2 separate regions of the Zea mays genome follow, and region 2 is linked to region 1. The links are chromatin contacts, called in public Hi-C maps. All regions are on one chromosome and are shown on one strand. Each heading gives the region's core, a stretch centred on a gene start, on an enhancer-like site or on the middle of the called end of the contact. The rest is flanking DNA. Distances are from core to core; before and after follow the strand shown. Region 1 holds the start of LOC103633283 (eukaryotic translation initiation factor 4G). Region 2 holds the start of LOC100502353 (Octicosapeptide/Phox/Bem1p family protein).

Evidence for each region. A called contact is a pair of places that touch in the nucleus more often than the background predicts.
Region 2: a Hi-C map of leaf shows a contact between it and region 1, with 4 times the contacts expected there. The contact joins the promoter of LOC100502353 here to the promoter of LOC103633283 in region 1. A contact is called at or near these places in 3 of 25 Hi-C or Micro-C datasets (ear, leaf and tassel).

The regions. Positions count from the first base shown.
Region 1 is chr7:165,564,548-165,569,534 of Zm-B73-REFERENCE-NAM-5.0, reverse strand. LOC103633283 (eukaryotic translation initiation factor 4G) reads right to left here and starts at 2,805. Exons shown (of 12, transcript XM_023300574.1): 1 at 2,566-2,805; 2 at 2,210-2,401; 3 at 1,921-2,099; 4 at 1,667-1,804; 5 at 1,453-1,511; 6 at 1,282-1,341; 7 at 1-1,047. The coding sequence starts at 2,358.
Region 2 is chr7:165,714,430-165,719,416 of Zm-B73-REFERENCE-NAM-5.0, reverse strand. It overlaps LOC100502353 (Octicosapeptide/Phox/Bem1p family protein), which reads left to right and starts at 2,979. Exons shown (of 1, transcript NM_001196831.1): 1 at 2,979-4,403. The coding sequence starts at 3,090. The coding sequence ends at 4,241.

The sequences.
Region 1 (4,987 bases), core at 1,556-4,055:
TGACGCAGAATCCTCAGCAGCACGTAACTTAGGAGGCTCAGATTTAGCTGGTGGAGCACTTATTGTGACATGAGTACTAGATTTTTCAGTCACCAACCCAATAGGGTGCGGTTTAACTGTATATTGGGACTGAGCAGATACCGGAGGCACTGCAGATGGACTGATATATGTCATCGCTTGCCCAGACTGAGTGACAGGATAATTATATCTAGGACCTGAAGATCCAGTAGCAACCTGGTTCACACCAGCTGTAGTAGGGTAATACATTCCTGACTGATTGTAGGAACTCTGTGGCTGATGAAAGAAGCCAATATGAGGAGCATAATTACCAACGGGCTGGGATTGTTGTGTCAAGCTCGGTGCAGCTCTCTGCCCAGAAGAGTCCATCCTCTTATCGAGCTTCAACTCTTCATGAGTGTCTGGATGAGTAATTTTTACAGTAGTCTTACGTGCAGCAGCATGCGTGTTTGGCTGTTGCTGAGCATATTGTGATGCGATGTTCATAGGAATGTTTCCCAACTGTGGGAATTGGTGAGCAACGGAAGGAACATAACCCATACCCTGGCCAGGATGCATCATTGCTTGCTGTTGCAATTGATGATGCTGCAGAGTAGGGGCATACAGCTGCTGTGGGACTTGTGTACTACTGCCTGTCAATCCCATTGACATTTGATATGAGCTAGGCACGACTTGAGGCTGCAGTTGTGCCCCATGACCACCAAACTGCAAGGAAACTTGTGCCGGCTGGTGATGGAAGGGGATCGGCATCTGAACACCAGGAATTTGAACGGTAGGTCTAAGAGATGTAACATTAGGGACAGATGGAGATGGGTGCACATCTCTTTTCAATTGCGATGTAATATGGGGATTGATGGAGTTATGTTGGCTGGAACCAACAGCTTCCTTTCTTGCTGACTGCTGCTGTGGCTGCTGGGGAACCTGCTGCGGCGGCAGCTGTGGCGGCAGCTGTGGCTGCTGCTGCAACTGCTGCTGTTTCAGAGCTGGTTGCACAGGGGCAGGTGTAACCTTAAGTTCCTCCACAAGTGCCTGAATAAGGTATACAAGCAAAATAGAATATTTTTAGAGCACTAGCAGATTTAGAACGCGTATCAAATCAATACCAATAACACATGCAAAAGGAACTGGCTGTGCTCCGGAAGGCAAATTAGTCATGGGACATCAATATTTTTGTAGGTTCTAGCAGTCCAATAAACAAGCACTGAACCAACAAATAAGAATACATACATCAGAATATTGTATAAACAAGAGAAGACAAGATACCTGATTACGTTTTTGTTCATCCAAATTTGGAGGAGCTGAGCTTGTCCTGGCAGGAAATTGCTGTACAAAATTTTATAGATGTAATGTAAGTAGAAAGCAAAAGGTAATTGCTAATACAGAGAGCTTCATGACCCAAGCTGGAGAAAAAAAAAAGAGATAACAAAATCATACCGGTAGCCCATTCATATTTATACTACCAAACTGAAAGTTAAACCCCTTTGATGGTTCTCCTGTAAAGAAATAAACAACAAGAAGAAGGTGGTTAATGATGCAGTATATACCTATCTAAAATATGGTTTGAATAGCCAGAGTGAAGGTGTACAATGCCACCATAGATGGTAAAAATGCACATGCAAGAACATGTAACAGCGTATATAAGGCAAACCTTGCGATCCTCCCTGAGGAAGCGCTGTGTTAGAGTTTTTTGGTAGAGCCCTTGGAGCAGCATGTGTAGCTTTCGGTAGTGGTAACGGCGGATTAGCCGGTTTCTCGCTGGCAGACAATGAAGATGACACATGTGGATCTGGTGAATCAAAAAAAAACATGTGCAATCAAACGAAGGAACACATCATGTTTATCAATCCAAACGGCACCATTCCAAACACAGTACAAGATAGCGGAACAGGACACCTCACTCACCCTGGTGTTGTGGCCGTGATGCGGAGACAGGAACATGCACGGCTGCATTCTGAGGCGCAGGTGGCGGGCGCGCAGGAGTTTGGTGGGTGCCAGGCGCTGGTGCAGGCTGGAAGCCAGTGGTGTCGGGCTGGTTCACCACCCTCTGGTGCCCGCCGTGGCCATTGCCAGGCTTTCTAAAGCTGCAATCAAGATCCAAAGTTCTCATCAAAACCCTATCATCCCTGGCGAGATCAACCAATCGTGCGAAGCAGAGGCAGAGGGCAATCAATCAAATATGGCAGTAATTTACCTGCGGTTGGATGAGAGAGGAGGCTGGCCTGAGGAGCCCGCGCCGCCCTTGCCCGCGCCACCGACTCCGCCTCCGCGGTGGCCGCCGAAGCTGCTGGACCGGCCGGGTCTCCTGGCGTGCCCCTCGCCCCTGTCCCCTCGCTGGGACATAAATCCCCTTCTCTCCTCACCGATCTCCTCCTCCTTCTCCTCCCTACGACAGCCCTGATCCAATCACACACCGGAACAAAAATAAAACATAAAAATCACCCTTACCAACGAAATCGCAGCGAACCCTAGTGCGTATCTCTCAGTCGCTGAGCGCCACGACGGCGGCGCGGAGGCGGAATCACGGCGGCGGATAGGCGAGAGGCGTACCTGGGGGCCCCGGGGGCGGCGGCGCCTAGGGTTTGGTCGTGGCCAGTGCGTGTAGGCGACACGGCGGAGTTGTGTTGGGTTTGTGTTGGGGGATGGGGAGAAGTGTAAGCCAAGCGAGAGGAAGGGAGGGCGTCCCTCTCTAGTAGTATGGCCTGGCCAGCAGCTGCAGCAGCAACAAATCGAAGGCGACGATTACGGAAGGAACAAAAAGTGTAACTAATCGTATCTGAGGTGAGCTTAAGCGGTCAAGGGGCCAGATCGGACGGACGGGGCTGGGTGGCTGGCGTCCGCTCGCGAGGCCGCGATGTGCGCCTTGATCCTAGTTGGTAGCGGGCAGCCGGGCACCTGACGCGAGCGCTATTTGGGTTGGGCCGAAAGGGAGTACACGATGAACGCTGCTGGGTCCGGGGGCTCCAGGCTCCTTCGTTTGGTTCCCCTTGTCTTCGAGGACATGTTTGGGAGAGTTTGGTTGTAGGCTTGTAGCTTCGGTTTTTCTATAAAACAGCTTCTGAAGATTTATCGGTACTTTAACTCAGAGGTACCCTTTACTACAGCATAAAGACGCGGTGCCCACGCGACTATCTCTAGTCACTAGTCACGTGATGAACAGCACCCGACTCCGCCATATGGATGGCCCCAGGGTCGTCATGTGGCCAGAGAAAACGATACATTCCAAGATGCCAATAGTGGGTCCGGATCCCATGGAAAAGTGTCGGACCCCTGTACATGTAGACCAGACCTTTGGAGCAAGGTCCAGGACCCCCGCGAGTGCAACCCGAACCTCCCGAGTCGGGTCCCGAACCCCTCTGCGTGGGGTCCGGACTACCCACAGTCGGGTCCCGGGACTCTAGGGCAGAGAATACCCAGGCCTTGCTCAGGCAGGGGTCCGGTGCCGACATGTGTCGAGGCCCAGCCTGGTGCGGACCTGTCCGCATGACGCTTCTGCTCCCCGCCCAGTGAAAGTCGCCTAGAGGGGGGTGAATAGACGGAATCTGAAATTATAAACTTAAGCACAACTACAAGCCGGGGTTAGCGTTAGAAATATAATCATGTCCGAAAGAGAGGGAGAAAATAAATCACAAGCAAATGAAGAGTGAGACGCGGTGATTTATTTTACCGAGGTTCGGTTCTTGCAAACCTACTCCCCGTTGAGGTGGTCACAAAGACCGGGTCTCTTTCAACCCTTTCCCTCGCTCAAACGGTCACCTAGACCGAGTGAGCTTCCTTCCTTGATTTCCCGGGTCACTTAGACCCCGCAAGGACCACCACATAATTGGTGTCTTTTGCTTCGCTTACAAGGTTTTGAGAGTAAGAATGAGAGAAAGAAGAAAGCCAACCAAGCAACAAGAGCAACAAAAGAACACAAGTCGATCTCCTCACAAGTCCTAAGAACTAGAGTTGAATTGGGGACTTTGATTCGATCGGAGGCTTTGATTTGTGTCTTGGAGTGTTGTGTATTGCTCTTGTGTTGAATGAGGTGTAGTGAATGCTTGGATCATTTGAAGTGTGGTGGTTGGGGGTATTTATAGCCCCAACCACCAATGTGGCCGTTGGTGAAGGCTTCTGTCGTATGGCGCACCGGACAGTCCGGTGCGCCACCGGACACTGTTCGGTGCGCCAGCCACGTCACCAGGCCGTTGGATTTCGACCGTTGGAGCTTCTGATAACTGGGCCACCGGACAGTCCGGTGGTGCACCGGACAGGTCCTGTTCACTGTCCGGTGCGCCTTCTGCGCCTGCTCTGACTTCTGCGCGCGCAGGCGCGCACTGTTTGCTTTTACTGTTCACTTGCAGGCTACCGTTGGCGCGAAGTAGTCGTTGCTCCGCTGGGACACCGGACAGTCCGGTGAATTATAGCGGAGCGGCCTCCCCAGATTCCCGAAGCTGGCAAGTTTGATTTGATTCTCCCTGGTGCACCGGACACTGTCCGGTGGTGCACCGGACAGTCCGGTGCGCCAGACCAGGGCTGCCTCCGGTTTACTTTGCTCCTTTGTTTTGAACCCTTTCTTTTATCTTTGTATTGGTTTGTTGTGAACCTTTGGTACATGTAGAACATATATTCTAGAGCAAACTAGTTAGTCCAATAATTTGTGTTGGGCAATTCAACCACCAAAATTCAATTGGAAAAGGTTTGACCCTATTTCTCTTTCAATCTTCCCCTTTTTGGTGATTGATGCCAACACAAACCAAAGCAAATATAAAAGTGCAGAATTGAACTAGTTTGCATAATGTAAGTGCAAAGGTTGCTTGGAATTGAAACCAATATACTTATTTCAATAGATATGCATGGATTGTTTTCTTCTTATTTAAAATTTTGGACCACGCTTGCACCACTAGTTTTGTTTTTGTAAATACTTTGTAAAATTCTTTTTCAAAACATTTTGCAAATAGTCAAAGGTACATGAATAAGATTGAAAGAAGCA
Region 2 (4,987 bases), core at 1,730-4,229, 150 kb before region 1:
AGCAGTGCCCGACACTGGGCGGTTGGGAACCTGTGGCGTGGAAGAAGCAGCTTCTTCCTCCACCGAGAAATCCACTGAAGTCTCGGCGTGGTGCTCAACGATTTGCACCATCATGCTGAGCAAGAAAACAAGCAAAAACCTAAAGCCTAAGGCCCCTACCTGGCGCGCCAAATGTCAGAGAAGAAATCTCCGGCCGGGTGGCGGAATGCACCCGCCCTAAATCCTAAGATGAGGAGGGGCCTAAGCGTTTTGCCTGTTAGGTGGAAACGGGAAGAACGCAAGAACACACAAGGATTTAGAGTGGTTCGGGCCGCCAGAGCGTAATACCCTACTCCACTGTGTGTTGTATTGAGCTTGAGAGCTTGTATGAACTTTTGAGTGTATCTGGGTGAGCTTGGGTCTGTCCTCTGTAACGTTGTGTGCCTCCCCTTTTATAGCTCAAGGGGGCACGTACAAGGATGTTGAGCCCCGACATGTGGGCCTAGGAACATAACAGAAGGAACACCCGGAGCCACTAATGCCAGGCCGGGTGCAATCTCCTTCTGCCCTGTTATCTGCGATCTTGCGCAGCATTGTCGTGCTGAGGAAGCTTGCCTGGCGACGTACGAGTGATGATGATCGTGGTGCATGCGGCAGTATGGTCGTGCCGCCTACCATGGGAATGGACAGGCACACCGCCTGTGGGATGGTCTGGTCACCGTCCGCCAGCAGAGTGATAGGGCGCATTAAATGCTGAGGCGACACATCGCCTGTCAGGCGGCGCATCTTATCTGTAATAAATGTAGAGACCGCGCGGCCCAGAGGCCTTACGTCAGGCTCCGCCCGCTGGCTTACGTCACGGGCAGTAGGTCGTGTGGCAGCATCGAGTCTCCGCCTAAGCGGGGAGCAGAAGCATACGCGGCATGGTCCGGACACGTGTCGGCTCCGGACCCCCGCCTGACCTTGAGCAAGGCCTGAGTATCCTTTGCGCCAGAATCCCGGGATCTTGCTGCGAGTGGCCCAGACCCTGCCCAGGGGGGTCCGGGGGCTCGTCCCAGGGGTCCGGGCACGCTTGTGGCGGTTCTGGACCTTACCCAGGGGTCCGGTCCGTACACACAGGGGTCCGACACTTTCCCATGGGAGTCTAGACCCACTGTTGATATCCTAGGTTCTATCGTCTTTTTTCTCCGACCACGTGGAGATCCTGGGGCCGACCATGTGGTGGGGTCAGGTACTGTTCGCCACGCGACTAAGGATAGCCGCATGGACAGCGCACTTTCATACTGTAGTAACGGGTACCCCTACTTCAGGGTACTGACAGTGTCCATTCACTTGCCTGATTCGATTTGATCGCAATCACACTTGCATTTACATTCAAATTATTGTCTTGTGTGGTAGTTGTTCTAAGTAACTCTAGAGTACGTCATAACTGTAACTAGTTGTTTTTTATTCACTTATTAGCACTCATGTGTAATTGTGTAATTGTATAGTTGCTAATTTGTGTGCTTAAGTGAAATCAAACTAGAGACTTGTCAACTAGAATTTTTGAAGGGGCTTGCTTGTTGTGAAATAGAGCTAGAGCGAGTATTTGAATTTGTTCCACCTTCTATAATCTAACTTTGGTCTAGCATTTTATGGACTTGAAAGAAAAATTTATAGGTTATTTACCCCCTTCTATCCATCTAAATCATATCAAATTGCCTAGATCTAGATGAAAACTTCATTCTAACCACAACAACTAAAATATTTGTTTCTCGTGATCTTTTTTAACTCATTCCATGACATCTATAACAACATACATACCCTTGCAATTTCAATGAATGGGTGGCTCAGGAACCACCGACACAGCCACGAAGAGTGACAAAGGAGGTGGAAAATAAAGGCCAATACTTTGTGAAGATGACTCGAGCTCGTGAGGTGGAACAACAGAGGAGGCTTGATCAAGAGTGATGCTTGAGGGCGGACCAAATTTGTCTAAAGAGCAAGGAGGATGAACTTGTAAGGAGACAAGAGCAATTAAGTCTGTGTGAAGGAGACATCAAGCATTATGAGAAAGAACATCAAGCTTGAGGCATCTCTCAATAATAAAAGTGATCAAAAGAAGGATGATATGGAACCATCTTACGGGTGTGAGAGAAAGGAGAAAAAGCCAAGTTACACCCTGTAAAAAATATAAAAATCTAGCAAGTTGTATTCCCTAAGCTAGGCATGATAGATTGATAGGATTAGTGGTGGAGCTCTAAATATTAGGGTTTTGGGTTTACTTGACACCAAGCTTGGTGCTGACATTAGTGAAATGATATGCAGTGTCAAGCTCAATATTAAGATTCATTGTGCTGAACTGACTGTCAGATTACCGCCACATAGCTTGGTACCATAGATCATGATCTAAGATGCATTACCTATATGTTGTTGTTGTGATTTCTAACGTTAAGTCCACCCAAACAATAAAAAGGTCAGTTTCTAGCTTAGAGCAAGGTTAATAATATAGCTCATATTGGACATTATAATGTTGCCATGTGAAAGGTTTCTCGTGGATTTTGGTGTTTTGGATGACAATACACTTAAAAGTCTAATTAGACTGTTAAGTAAATACTTAATGAAAAGTTTACAAGGCTCAACACATGGAGACAAGAGTGATATACCATATAATATTTTGGTGCTCGTTGTTGCAAGTGTGCCCTCTCTTCCATGATGTTATGTGTCCGCCCCTGTTTTTAAGGAACATTATTACTGATCATTATCGTCAACCAGAAAATTAAAGGTAGCCGTCCATTTTGGCAGCATGCAAATCCTGTAAATAATTTGAACTTTGAACTCTTAAATATGAAATTTCAATTTTTAAACAGAGGCTGGACATGCCAAATCAATCACTGCAGTATCGGATCCTACAGCTAGCCGCCGAGCCAGCCCCACTAGCCTAGCACCCCGAATAGAAACCAGGCTCCATCTCTCTAGTCTCTAGCAACTTGCGATTCCCAAATCCCGATGCGCCCTCACAACTAGCACCTCCGCCTCGCGGCTCGCTCCATCCCTTCCACCACCACCGCCTCACCACTCACCAGTCACCACTCCCCTATCACGGGACGGGACCACCGCCGCCGCGTCCTATGACGTCGCCGTCCTCGCACCACCCGGACTCCACCTCGGCGTCCTCGACCCCTCGCGCCGGTGTCGGGAACGGCGGCATCCACCACCTCCATCCGCCATCTCTGCACCCGGCGCCCGCGCCTACCCCGGCTGCTCCCCCCGCGCAGGCGCAGGCGGCGCACGGGGGCCCGCAAGTGCGCCTCATGTGCAGCTTCGGCGGCCGCATCTTACCGCGCCCTGGGGACCGCCAGCTGCGCTACGTCGGCGGGGAGACCCGCATCGTCTCCTTCCCGCGCGCCGTGACTTCCTTCGCCGCCCTCGTCGCCGCGCTCGCCAAGGTCGCGCCCGTGCTCTTCGCCCCGGGGGCGCCCAGGCCGTCGCTCAAGTACCAGCTGCCCCAGGACGACCTCGACTCGCTCGTCTCCATCACCTCCGACGACGACGTCGACCACCTCATGGACGAGCTTGACCGCATCCAAGACCTCTCCGCCAACGTCGCCAGGCCACCCCGCCTCCGCGTCTTCCTCTTCGCGCCCGCGCCTGACGCCGCCTTCGGCTCCGTCTTCTCCGGCACCACCAGTGAGGCCGCCTCCACCGACCAGTGGTTTGTCGACGCGCTAAACGCCCCCGCGCCGCAGCCGCACCCCACCGAGCGCGGCCGATCCGAGGCCTCCTCGATCGTCTCCGAGGTTCCCGACTACCTCTTCGGCCTCGAAACCACGTCCGGTGAGCCCAGCCCCGGCCCCGCGGCGGCCCGCGCCAAGTCCGACGCCACGGAGACTCCGCGCCACCACGACGACGACGAATGCGACGTGCCACCTTCCGCGCGCCAGATGCCCTACGTCGTAGAGGGAGCGTCATCGTGGCCCGCCCCGCCGCCGCCGTACATGGCGCAGCCTGTGTACTACTTCCCCGTGCCGCCGCCGGTCCACTATCTCGAACCGTCTGCGCAGGGCGGCTACATGCCTCGCCCGGTCTACCACATTGTCGGTGGCGGAGGAAGCGAGGCGCCTGGCGGAGATCTTCACGCGGCCGGCGGCGTCTACGGCGTCCCGCAGCACATGCAGGCGTTCCCGCCGATGATGTACGCGCCGCCGCGCGCGGTCGTCTACAACTACAACTCGGAGGGGATGCCATCGCTGCCTCCCGAAGGTGGGGCACACTCTTCCTAGGCGCATCGGCTTCACATCTCTGGTTCCTGATTATTATTGCAGATGCCTGAGTTCTGCGTGCGTATTAGATTTTTATCGATTCGTCTTGGTTGGTGTATAGATGAGGGAGGCGGATGATGGATAGATATTATTGCAGTTTTCGTCTAGTGGAAATATATTCGTGAAATGGATCTATGAGCATGATATAATACTAAGTAGTATAGTATTTGGTGTGATTAATCAGTACCGAGTTAATGTAATGTTGGATTCATATATTCTAGGTGGCTCTGGTCTTCTTCCTCTGGAAGCCAATTTTGGGTATTTTATATTTACATAAACTGGATGTTGGGTGAATGTTCTAAGCAGCATGTGCTGTAAAACTGTCGATTACTTGGGATCTTCAAAAGTTACGTGGAACCTCAATAGTGGTTTACTAAATTCGAAACTGCTGTTCTTCTTTGCTTGAGTGTTATATATACTGACTCAATGGATTCTTTCTAGATTTGATCACAGAGATCATGCTTAGCCTGTTTGCATCTTTAATTAGTTTGATGGGTTCATTGGTTTCCTATCTGTATTGAGTTTGTCTGCTGTGGTCGTTCTCTGATTCTACTAATGCTCAGTGATCCAGTGCTACCTCCTGCGGATTCTGAACTTGGAACTGCATGTAAAGCATCTACTTCGGATCTGGTGACATATATATATATATGTTATATATATACACCGGATGTTGAATGAAAATGATTTTGTGCTGTGAAGTGCTTGTT